4 separate regions of the Sus scrofa genome follow, and regions 1, 2 and 3 are each linked to region 4. Evidence: chromatin contacts called from public Hi-C and HiChIP or PLAC-seq data. All regions are on one chromosome and are shown on one strand. Each heading gives the region's core, a stretch centred on a gene start, on an enhancer-like site or on the middle of the called end of the contact. The rest is flanking DNA. Distances are from core to core; before and after follow the strand shown.

What was found. Hi-C and Micro-C count contacts between places; a contact is called where the count stands out from the background. HiChIP or PLAC-seq counts read pairs in DNA pulled down with a chosen protein or histone mark.
Region 1: a Hi-C map of liver shows a contact between it and region 4, with 6 times the contacts expected there. The contact joins the promoter of ALDOA here to the promoter of KCTD13 in region 4. A contact is called at or near these places in 2 of 5 promoter capture datasets (fetal liver and liver), 3 of 47 Hi-C or Micro-C datasets (embryonic fibroblasts, heart right ventricle and liver) and 1 of 2 datasets of contacts at active chromatin or transcription factors (alveolar macrophages).
Region 2: a Hi-C map of skeletal muscle shows a contact between it and region 4, with 6 times the contacts expected there. The contact joins the promoter of MVP here to the promoter of KCTD13 in region 4. A contact is called at or near these places in 3 of 47 Hi-C or Micro-C datasets (embryonic fibroblasts, liver and skeletal muscle) and 1 of 2 datasets of contacts at active chromatin or transcription factors (alveolar macrophages).
Region 3: a contact with region 4 is called in an H3K27ac HiChIP or PLAC-seq map of alveolar macrophages. The contact joins the promoter of C3H16orf92 here to the promoter of KCTD13 in region 4. A contact is called at or near these places in 1 of 5 promoter capture datasets (liver), 2 of 47 Hi-C or Micro-C datasets (mesenteric adipose tissue and retroperitoneal adipose tissue) and 1 of 2 datasets of contacts at active chromatin or transcription factors (alveolar macrophages).

The regions. Positions count from the first base shown.
Region 1 is chr3:18,244,406-18,247,306 of Sscrofa11.1, forward strand. ALDOA (fructose-bisphosphate aldolase A) reads left to right here and starts at 1,631. Exons shown (of 15, transcript XM_021087997.1): 1 at 1,631-1,691; 2 at 1,934-1,969; 3 at 2,702-2,845. LOC110260082 reads right to left here and starts at 2,125. Exons shown (of 4, transcript XM_021088012.1): 1 at 2,043-2,125. The coding sequence starts at 2,083.
Region 2 is chr3:18,055,290-18,058,241 of Sscrofa11.1, forward strand. MVP (major vault protein) reads left to right here and starts at 1,259. Exons shown (of 15, transcript XM_021086424.1): 1 at 1,259-2,064. PAGR1 (PAXIP1-associated glutamate-rich protein 1) reads left to right here. Exons shown (of 3, transcript XM_013987719.2): 3 at 1,212-1,631. The coding sequence ends at 1,411.
Region 3 is chr3:18,221,500-18,224,257 of Sscrofa11.1, forward strand. C3H16orf92 reads left to right here and starts at 1,424. Exons shown (of 2, transcript XM_021088372.1): 1 at 1,424-1,823; 2 at 1,938-2,029. The coding sequence starts at 1,424. The coding sequence ends at 2,029.
Region 4 is chr3:18,139,902-18,142,874 of Sscrofa11.1, forward strand. KCTD13 (BTB/POZ domain-containing adapter for CUL3-mediated RhoA degradation protein 1) reads right to left here and starts at 1,688. Exons shown (of 6, transcript XM_021086431.1): 1 at 1,255-1,688. The coding sequence starts at 1,498.

The DNA of each region.
Region 1 (2,901 bases), core at 381-2,880, 100 kb after region 4:
GGCAGTCAGAGTGCCTCACAAGCCCAGGGAAGGCATCACCTCATTGGTTGGATTCCACTCATTCATAGAATCAGTAAGTACTCAAGGCCAAGCTAACTGCTAGGGCTTAAGATATGAAGATGAGGAGTTCCCATTGTGGCTCAGTGGTTAACGAAGCCAACTAGGAACCATGAGGTTGTGGGTTCGATCCCTGGCCTCACTCAGTGGGTTAAGGATCTGGCGTTGCCTCGAGCTGTGGTGTAGGTCGCAGACTCAGCTCAGATCCCACATTGCTGTGGCTCTGGCGTAGGCCAGCGGCTACAGCTCTAATTGGACCCCTAGCCTGGGAACCTCCATATGCCCCGGGTGCAGCCCTAGAAAAAAAAGACATGAAGATGAATCAGGGGAGTTCCTGTTGTGGCTCAGTAGGTTAAGGACCCAATGTTGTCTCTGTGAGGATGTGTGTGCATTTGATCTCCGGCCTTGCTCATTGGGTTAAGGATCCAGTGTTGCTGTGGCTGTGTTGTAGGCTGGCAGCTGCAGCTCTGATTCAACCTGTGGCTTGTGAACTTCCATATGCCACAGGTGCAACCATAAAAAGAAAAGAAAAAAAAAAAAGGTGAATCAGGGAGTTCCGGTCGTAGATTAGTGGGTTAAGAATCTGGGAGTTCCCGTCGTGGCGCAGTGGTTAATGAATCTCACTAGGAACCATGAGGTTGCGGGTTCGATCCCTGGTCTCGCTCAGTGGGTTACGGATCCGGCATTGCCGTGAGCTGTGGTGTAGGTCGCAGACGTGGCTCAGATCCTGCGTTGCTGTGGCTGTGGTTGTGGCTGGCAGCTGCAACTCTGATTCGACCCCTAGGCTGGGAACCTCCATATGCCGCGGGTGCGGCCCTAGAAGACAAAAAGACAAAAAGAAAAAACACAAAATCCGATGTGGGTGGAGCAAACCACTTTGATGGTGATGTGAGGGTTGAAGAGACCAGATGATGAATCTTAAGTTTGGGCACTGGACTTCACGCTTTGGCTCAGTGGGTTAAAAATCCCACTGCAGCAGCTCGTGTAGCTTCGGAGGTGCAGTTTCGATCCTCTGTGGTAGGTCGCAGCTATAGCTGGGATTCAATCCCTGGCCTGGGGAATTTACATATTCCCCCGAGTGCTGCCATAAAATAAAAAATAAAAAAACGCTGTTAATAAAAGTGAGTGCGATGAGGTTGAAACAATATTGAGGATAGTTCTATACAATTAAGAAGTAGCTTTGACTTTTACAGTATCCGTGGGAGGATACTGTTTCTCCTCGGTTTACACTGGAATAACACGGATTCTTCGAGGCATAGTGACTTAGCCGAAGTCACATAGCCAGTTGATGGTATAGCCCGGGGGTTCAATCTTCCCTTTGTAGCACACAGCGCACAATGAGGATCCGACTTAGGCGGGTATCTGCGGGAACTCCCCATTTCTATTCTGTAACTGCGGGAAAGCTCAGGGGACCCCAACTAAAAAGAAGAGCTGGTGACCAAAGAAGATCGCGAAGGGGAAGCGCGGGGTGGAGAAGGAGTTTTGGGTCTGAGCGGCCGCCGTAGGAGCGGCGCTCTGATCTCCATAGCAACCGCGAGAAGCAGCGGGAGGCTTCTGGGCGGTGCAGCGGCCTCGGCGGATTGGATCAAGCAAAGCGCGGAATCCGTGAACTGCCCGCCGCCCCGAGGGCGCAGGTAAAGCCGTTAGGTCGATGGAGGGAGCCCGGGGTTGGGGGAAAACAGGGGTGTGGTCTGGGTCGGGCAGGGCTTTCGAAGGTGGTGCCGCTCCGAATCCCCCGACCCGATCCCCACTGTGCCGACCAGGGACCATGGTTGGGCCTCAGTTTCCCCAAACCGGAACTGGGAGGTGGAGAAGGGGCACCCCAGCCTAGTGGCCCCTCTCAGTCTCTGAGCCCAGGACTTTCTCTCCTCTGCAGCTCCTGGACCGAGCGGCGCTATCCTGCCCCATGGACGTGAGTCCTAGGCCCCTTAGCCCTGTCTGGAGCGGCTCCCTCAGAGGCGTCAACTCACCCTGACTTTTCCTACCTTGGAGCTTGCACTGGAGAGGGATTTTTTTTACCCGACATAGATACTCCCAGTTGAGGACCAGAGCTGTGAGAGTGTGCAGGGTCGGCCTTCCCAGGAAAAGGCGCATGCCACTCTGGCAAGATGAGGAGCTGGCCAAGCAATCCAGAGGAAAGGGCATCCCAGGCAGAGGGAACAGCCTGGTCAGAGAGACGTGGGCCTGAGAGAGAGGATATAGGGCCTTTAAGGGAACTGCTAGGACTTCAGTATGGCTGGAGTGCCATGGGGACAGAAGGAGAGATAGGCAGCATTTGATTGGGGCTTTTGTCGCTGAGATAAGTTGAGACTGAGTCAGTGGGAGCCATTGATGGATTGTAAGGGGGTGTGGGGAGGAGATACACAAGACAGCTGGTGTGGAAAGGGGCACAGTTGCAGGTTGCAAGGCAGTTAGGGGCCAGTTCTGTGGGTTGAGGGATGGGAAAGTAGTGCAAAGGAAGCAGACCCGATAGATCTGTTTGGGGAGGCAGCCTGAAAGGAAGAGCAATAAGTCCCATTGACTTCCTGTCACCCGGTGGCTCTTCCTCCACTTTTCCCAGCCACGTCCAGCGTCGTCCTGGTATTTGTGTGTCCTTGCAGCCCCTCCGCACCTCCTTGTCACCCCTTCCTCCTGTGCTGTCCAGGCCTCCTCTAGCCCGTGGAATCCAACCCCGGCTCCTGTCAGCAGCCCCTCCCTGCTGCTCCCCATCCCCGCCGTCGTCATCATTGCTGTGGGCATCTATTTGTTGCTGCTGGGCCTGGTGCTGCTGACTAGGCACTGCCTGCTGGTGAGGGGCCTGGTGGGGGCCGAAGGGTGGGCCCTGAGGAAGAGGAAGCTGGTCAT
Region 2 (2,952 bases), core at 9-2,508, 85 kb before region 4:
ACTGGATCCTTAACCCACTGAGCAAGGCCAGGGATCGAACCTGCAACCTCATGGTTCCTAGTAGGATTTGTTGCTGCTGTGCCACGACAGGAACTCCCAATTCTGTTTTAAATTCTCCGAAGGAGGAGTTCCTGCTTGGTGCAGTGGATTAAGAATCTGATTGCAGTGACTTGGTTCACTGGAGAGGGACGGGTTCAATCCTGGGCCTGGTGCTCTGGGTTAAAGGATCGGGCGTAGCCTCAGCTGTGGTTTGGATTCAGTCCCTGAACTTCCATGTGCCATGGCTGCGGCCGTTAAAAAAAAAAGGAGTTCCCATTGTGGCTCATCGGAAATGAACCCAACTAGTATCCACGAGGATGCGGGTGTGATCCCTGGTCTTGCGCAGTTGGTTAAGGATCCGATGTTGTTGTGAGCTGTGGTGTAGGTCGCAGATGTGGCTTGGATCCCGAATGGCTGTGGCTGTGGTATAGGCTGGCAGCTGTAGCTTTCAACCCCTAGCTTGGGAACTTCCATGTCCTGCACGTGCAGCGGTAAAAAGCAAAAAAAAAAAAAAGTCTTCCAAAGGATTTTATTGCTGGGGTGTAAGAGCTTATCAAAATGAGAATCCAGGAGTTCCCATCGTTGCTCAGTGGTTAATGAACCCAACTCTCATCCATGAGGACACAGTTTCCATCCCTGGCTTTGCTAAGGATCCCAGCATTGCCAAGGCTGTGGTGTCGGCCGGCAGCTACAGCTCTGATTCGACCCCTCGCCTGGGAACCGCCATATACCGTGGGTGCGGCCCTAAAACAATTTAAACAAAGAGAATCCAACACACACACTGTGCCCCCACCAAGGCTTCCATTTAAACAAAGAGATCCGTACCCCTTATCGTGATCTGTGAGTCATTTCTTGGGCCTCATCTTTCCTGTCTCCCCCAGTTCTGCATTTGCCCTTGAGCAGACCTCCCCGTTCCTGCCCTGGGGCTTTTGCACTTGCTGGTGCCTGCCTGGGCTGCTCTTCCTAGGTCTTCACATTACCTGCCCCTTCTCATACGTCCAGCCTTCACGGCCCACCCCATCTGAGGCCCCAGCCCTACACCACAGCCCCTCCAGGACAGGCCTAGAAGTCGCTCTGTTTCCCGAGCTCCTCAAGTGAGTCATAAGATCCCAGGAAGGTCCGGGGCACAGAACCTCAGTCGCGCCCACATTTCTCTCCTTCCCCTTCTGCAGGAAGCTCAGCCCGGAGCCAGAAACGGGAGGCCCGCCTGGACAAGGTCCTCTCGGACATGAAGCGGCACAAGAAGCTGGAGGAGCAGATCCTCCGGACCGGCAGGGACCTCTTCAGCCTGGACGCAGAGGACGCCAGCCCCCCCAGCCCCGCGCTCCGGGCCTCGGGAAGTAGCCTCTTCCCCAGGCAGCGCAAGTACTGAGCGCCTCTGCCTTTAGGGTGCAGAGTCCTGACCTGCTGGCCCTCCCTCCCTACCCCGGGGGCGCTGGGGCACCTGGGAGGAGCAGAGACCCTGCGAACTCCCAACACAGCACCTTACCAGAAAGAGGACATGTGTATGTGTGTGTGTGTTTTCTATGGAACCGTTGTTTGGACACCTGGGCTGAATTTTCTGAATCTAAAATAAAAAAAGAAAAGTAGCAGGTTATCTTCTCTTTAGAGGAGGTACTGCCGCTGGAGCACACGCAGGCCTGGAGAGGCAGAGTCGGACCCACCCTGATGGGAAATGCCAGCCAGAGGGGGGAGAAGCCAACTCAGCACCACCCCCCCCCCCCCCCGCCGCCGCCCTAGGCCTTGGACCCCCTCCTAGTTTCATTCCAGCGCTGCCAGCTGGCTCTGAGGCGGGCATTCCTGAGCACTGAATGAGCTGCAGTGCCTTCAGCTGCAGTGAAAGCCTCCCACAGGAGAGAAACAAACCCAAAAAACTCAACGAGAACCAGCTGCAAGGGCCCTTTAAATGCCCAAGCCCCACCCCTGCGCCTGGCCTGCCCTGCCGGGAAGTGATCCCTAGGGCTGGGTGAAGGCGGCTCCCTCTCCGAGCTGAGGCGTCAGCTGCAGCCAGCCACACTTCTGGATGTAAGTACTCCGTCCTGGCTCCCAAAGCCCCAAACCAGCTGGCGGGCCCTTGTCCCCCACCCCCAAGACCTCTCCCTAGCTCTGTCCTGCCTTCGCCGACTCGCGTGGGCTGGGGCAGGTGGCTTTAGAACTAGAGCCGGGAGAAGGTGGGTGGAGGCTTGGCCTTGGGAGATACCGCTGGCCTTGTTTTTTCGGGCTTCTGAAGGCAAAAGGCAACTCATCTGACCCCTCGCCAAACCCCATCTCAGGCCTCTCGGACTTTGAGCTCCCACATCCGCAGTAGGGGCAGGGGAAGCTTCACGGGTCCGTTCACACCCCCTCCTGGACTGAGACTGGTCCCTGCTGTCCTCATCTTTTCCCTCCCCCTGGGGACCTGGGCTCTGGTCGCTCCCCTTGAGCTCTTAGAACGCGCCCCCCGTGGAGGTTCCTCAACCCTGCAAACGCTGAGGTTTCCACCACTACCCCCCTCGGCTCTGCGCACGGCGGGCCTTGCAGTTCATTTGAGAGGTCGTCGGCAGAGTAATCTTCAGATAGGCTTGATTTCTAGAAGGCATAGATGAGGAAGGTGCTTTTTCCTCTTCGGGACAGGGAAGTGAAAACAGGCAGCTCTTTTGGACCTGCCAGCCCAGTGACTCTGGAGACCTCAGAAGCATGGAGCGTTGGGGGATGGTAGTTGAGGCAGGTGCCCCGTTTTCTCTTCCTGTTTGGGTGGGCCCTTAGAATTTATGGGGGGGGGTGTCGCAAAGGGTGCCAGGTGACTCCTAGAAACTTTTGCCTGTCTCCACCCTTGGCACCTAGTACACCCACCACCCTCCCCGGAGGTGAGGCTCTCTGGCCAGGGCAGCTCTCTAAAGCCATGAGCAGGCAGGACAGCCCCTGGGAATGGCT
Region 3 (2,758 bases), core at 174-2,673, 81 kb after region 4:
CTTCCTTGTTTAGGAAGTAGAAGCTAACTCTGACCAGTTAGTTCCTGGAAGGGCGAGGAGAATGGGTGGGTGGTCCCTGAGGATCAGAAAGCTGAGGGGTGGGGACCCAGTGGAGGTAAGAGCCAAGGACCTCACACGCACGCATGCCACAGACACCTGCCTGGTGTGGGGCACACCACTGAACTGGGGCTGCTGAACAGGCATCTGTGTAGTGAAACCCAGGAGACCCTGAAGTGTCCTTGGGCTTGGGGGAGGCGTGACTCATGTGGGACAGACAGGCCTGCCTGCCAATCAGAGGGGAGCTAACTCAGCCACTGAGCCATAGGAATGAAAGTGGCTGTTGAGAGAAGTGGCAAGGGAAAAGCAGAAACTAGAAAGAGGAAATGGGATGGCCCTTAGGGAAGAGAGGGGAGCCTGTGAAGGCTCTGTGCATGACCAAGGGACCTGCCCTGAGATGGGCCGGGGACTTCCTCTGACAACCCCCTGCTGGCCATTCACCCCAGCGATACCTTTTCCTGCAGCGCCTGATACAACCTGTGGGAAGAGGCGGGAGGACCTGGAGTCGGGGAGCTGTGCCTTCCTTGGGCTAGAACATGGGAATGGCAGGCAGGCGGCACTGCTGCCACCTAGTGGAAATGCCTGTTATTTCGCTGGTTCTAACCCCAAGGTTGTCCTTCAGCTGAGCCCTAAGACTGGGTTTGGGGGATGGGGTAGACCCCTGCCCCTGCATTTGGGGACACAAGGCAAGAGGGAACCTCAGGGAAGAAAAGACACACCCTTGGGAGATGTGTGTGGCCCACATCACTGCCCCTCTGTGCCTTGGTCCCCTTTTCTGTAAGATGAGGTCAGTAGTACCTACCTCACGGGATTTTACGACGTTTAAATGAATCAGTCCATGTAAAGTACTTGGCATAGTAGCACATGCTCAAGAAATGCTACCTGTGGTCAATCCAAGGGGTAACCGGAAATGTTTAGCCCTGTTCCCTAGCCCCGACTACCACCATCAAATCTACAGGGCCTGCTAGACAAATATAGATTTCCTGGCTTTCATCACGAATGCCCCACTGAGTTCCTATTTGTAAATCCTGGGGCTCCTACTGTTCTATCATCAGCATCAACCCAAAGGCTCTGTGGGTCCCAACCTCTCTTCTCCTCTGATTCCGGGGCTTGGGGGGGAGGGTCCCAGATCCCAGCACTTTCTCTCTCCCCTCACCCCAGGCTGTGTGATCAGAATGGCTCTGGGCTGTGACATCACAGAGCCCTCAGCCATCACAGGAGTGGAGGGGTGATGAGGCCATGGCAGTGGGTGTGGGTGTGGATGTGGCTGGTTGGGCTGGGGACCGTAGCACCAGGTGGGATGGTGCCCTGGGAACAGTGGGCAGGAGGAAGGCTAAGGTGGGGGGGAGGGGGTCAGGGCCCCTGAGAGGCTGGGAGGCCAGGCCCGGCCTTTGTTCGCCACGCTTCTCTCCCATCCTCCCTGCCCAGTGTGGGCCTCCTCCAGGAGAGCTTAGCTGACCCTCAAGAAGTTCCTAGAATAAAATCAAGCCCCTCCACAGCTGCACTAAGGCCATGTGACCTGACAGGGCCCTGGGTCTGCCTCAGCCTCTTGGGTGGGGGACAGGGGTCCACTTGGCTCTTTCATAGACTTTGCTCTGGGTCCCCAGCGCCCAGCCCGGAAAAGGTCAAGGCCTTGGCCCAGAGAGCAGAGTCTCCGTTCTTCCTAGACAGACCTGATTTCTTTGATTACCCAGACTCGGACCAAGCCAGGCTCCTGGCCGTGGCCCAGTTCATTGGCGAGAGACCTGTCATCTTTGTTAACTCAGGTATGAACCAGCTTAAGAAGGGGCTGCCCTCCTCGCCAGGGCCTGGAGGACCGCTGCCTTTGGCCTTTCCATCGGAGGTCAGTCCGGGGGCCCCTGTCTCCCCCTGTCTAGCAGGTTCTGACTCCAGTTTCTTCCATCATATTCTGGTGGGTGCTCTGGTGGCGGCCTTCTTCTTCCTGCTTTTCCAGTTCTGCACACACATGTAAGGCCTGCCCCCTCCCACCACCTCTGCCTTCCTTGGGAAGAGGCCAGAGGACCCAAAATCCCAGGGTTTGGGGGTGGGGGGCTGCGTGACCTCCCATCTCTGATCTCCACACCCCATAGGAGCTGCCACAAAGGGGCCTAAAAAGCTGGACGAGGGCCCCGGACTCTGCCCTGAGTGCCCTCACTGGCCCTCCTCTCCTGCAGATGAATAAAAGTCCTTGCTTCTTTCTGCCTGACTGCTCAGTGACCAGCCAGGGGGTCCTGCCCGGTCCTGTGGTCATCAGGCTTTCTATCCCCAGGCACCCCTCCCTTTCCAGCCCAAAGAACTGGGTGACCAGGGCCTTGGTGGCGTTCACGCGGATCGACTTTATTAGCGGTCTGTAAAGCACCTCTCAGGGTCCCCCGACCCCAGAATGGAGGAAGCCTAGAGAGGTCTGTAGCACCAGGGACATGCCAGGGCCCGAGGGCAAGATGTGCAGCCTAAACCGGGGAAGGGACCAGGCACCCCTCCCGCCTGCCCGCAGGGTTGCTCAGCACTGGGAAGGCTGGGGGGGCGGTAGCAGCCACCTCCCTCCCCCACCCCGACAAATGAGTTTGAATTTGGATGAATAAATAAAATAAATAAGATTCCTCAGGCTGGCCTCCCCTGGAGAGGAGCTGTGGGGACAGCCACAGGCTTTAGATAGGGTGTCCCCCCACACCTCCTAGATGACAGGGAGCTGAGAGGAGTT
Region 4 (2,973 bases), core at 438-2,937:
CCAGCAACTACGGCTTCAATTCGACCCAACCTGGAACTTCCATATGCTGCACCTGCAGCTCTATAAAGACCAAAAAAAAAAGGGGGGGGGGAGTTCCCGTCGTGGCTCAGTAGCTAACGAACCAGGCTAGTATCATGAGGACTCCAGTTCGATCCCTGGCCTCGATCAGTGGGTTAAGGATCTGGCGTTGCTGTGAGCTGTGGTGTAGGTCAAAAACTTGGTTTGGATCCTGCATTGCTGAGGCTGTGGTGCCGGCGGGCAGTTATAGCTCTGACTGGACCCCTAGCCTGGGAACCTCCATATGCCACAGGTGCGGCCCTGAAAAGACAAAAAAAAGAATGCTACCCCACTCTCCACTACCATTTTAACCTTTGTATTCTTCATAGACCTCATTGCCATCTGGAATTACATGTTTCTGTCTTCGTTTTGGTATGTTTACTTGCTTATTGTCTCTCCCTACCCCCACAAAAAAGAAAACTCCATAAGGCTCATCTTAATCAGATTCATTTACCAAACTATCTCCTACACTAACTGGCATTTTGCCAATATTCATTGAACAATAAACTCTTCACCTGCAGATATTTGAAGACTGAGCTCTGCCTCCCCAATTTCAATTTTCCTGCTCTCACAATCCTTGTTAACCTCTTCTGAATCCCCCTCCCTGGACTTTTAAGGTTCCCCTTGAGCATATGGAGCCCGAACCTGACTGCGACACACTTTGAGAAGGTAAGGTTCGCCTGCCAGAGAGAACTGTCCACTCTCCACTCTGGCGTCCCTGGCAAACCCAAAGCAGCCCTCTCCTCTGACAGTCTGTTATTTACAGATAGATTTCTAGAGTGTAGGGACCTGTGTTAGGTCCTCCAACTCTCGGGGGTGGTTGCTGGCAGTGCTGAGGTAGAAGAAACTGATGAAGGTTGCCTGGAAGGGTGCTGTTGGCACCAGGGCTGCTTCCCGAGTCTTTTGAGCTGAGGAGGAAAGAGTGGAAGAGTCCGTGGGGAGCAGTAATGAAAATTTGGTCCTAACATGTTGAGAATTTGCTGGTTACTACTGCTGGGTGTAAAGACCGAGGGAGGAAGGGGATGAAGAATGAGAAAAGGGAGGTGCCATGGGATGTAGGGGATGGAAGAAGTGAGAATGAGTTGACTGGACGGCAAGAGAGAAGGGGCGTGAGAAGACTGGGCGAAGAAAGACTGGGAGAAAAGGGAGACGGGGATCTGGAGGAGGCAGGACAGTAAGCAAGGGCGGCTCGCGTACCTCCGGCGTCAGTGAGCACCTCCGCGCGGCCGCTGAACATGGCCTTGAGCATGGTGTCCTGTCCCGTGAGGGTGCGCAGCGTGGTGTAGTGCAGCGAACCGCCCACGTTTAGTTTCACATACTTGCTGTTCGGGGTCAGGGGCTTGAGACCGTAGGCGGCGGAGCCAGGCTCGAGACCCGCGGGCTTAGGAACTTCCAGGGACTGGGCCTCCGCCGCTGCGGGGCCAGACGCCTCGGCCGACATGCCTGGTGGCGGCGGCGGGCGACGATCCTTGGTTGTCTCCGCACCCTCCGGCCGCTCCCAGAGACCCCGGGACCCGAGCCCTTGGGCCGGACCGCTGGGCCCGCACGCCCCTAAGCCCCGCCGCTACTTAGTGACACTGGCCCTCTGGATCATCGCGCCGGAACCGCCCGGAAGCCGGGCGAGAACTGCGCAGGCGCGTCAAGGTCCCGCCCCCGACCTCGCGCGGCCGGGAGGGAGGAGCATGCGTGGTGGCGGTGGGCTGGCAGAGGGAGTCGAGCGCGGGCTGCGGGAGGGCGGGGCGCCGCGTGAGGTGTGTTCAGGTCGCCTGTCCGGGAGACTCGAAGTAGGGCTCTTGGCCACCTGCCTGTGTGGAAAACACTGCCCCCTTCGCGTATCTCCACTCTCAGGGTGCTTCATGGGCGTGAAGGGGAAGGGGCCCAGAGAGGCAAGGGGTTGGGGCACAGTTTCCCGCCTCCCGGCCCCGCGCATTTGACAGCTGCGAACGAAAGCCCCAAGGGGAGCTCTTAAGGGAGGCCAGACGGAGGTGGCCTCCCAGAGGAGGTGGCAGTAATGCTAGGTAGGGCATGCAGGATGTGAATAGATGAGGTCGTCCGTTGACGAGCGCTTCTCTGAGGAAGTGATACTGAGCTGAAGCTCAGAAGAGACGCCTATGTGGAGGCGGAGGGCAGAGAGTTCCAAGAAGAGCCCGGGGCAAATACAAAGACCCGTAAACCAGACACACTTGGCATATTTAACAGGCAGAAAGAAGGTCAGGGGTGGCTAGAGCAACCTGGACAAGGGTTTTAGAATCCCAGCCTATGTCGTGAGACACCCAACCTTGGAAGAAAGAAATAAGCTAGGAAAACGTTGCTGGTAAAGTGTGGCGAGAAGTGTTTGAATCTGATCTCATCTGCATTCTGTTGAGAGGCTGATACCTGGGACATTTAACAGTCGATCTGAATGTCTAGCAGGAGAATCTGCTGGAGGGAAAATGAAGCATGAAGCTGTAGTTCTGCCTGGCCATCAGTTCACCGGCAGTGTTACTTCTCTCTGGGCTTGTTTGGTTTCTTTTCTGCTGAGTGACGTGTGCAAATGTAAATGGCAGGGGCTAGGTAGGAATGTAAATGAGTGGAATGAACCAGTTACAAGGTATTAGGGAGTAACAGGGCCTGTGTTAGCCTGGAGAGCCCATGTTTTACCCAAAGGGCAATATTGTCAATTCTGATTTTTCAAGTGTAGCTGGTGAGAAAGAGAAAAGCAGCTCATGACAACTGGGACCCAGTTTTCACTATTCCTTCAGAAGCCTCTGTTGCTATGAGGGGGCCTGACACTATAAGCTAGGCTATGATGTTGCCCTGTTGAGCATAAACAATTTTATAGGACACCAGCTTCAGAAAAAACTCCTCTCTGATGAATTGAAAGACTGTTCCATAATCATAATTGAACACGAAAACAGGAACATTGTCCAGACCACA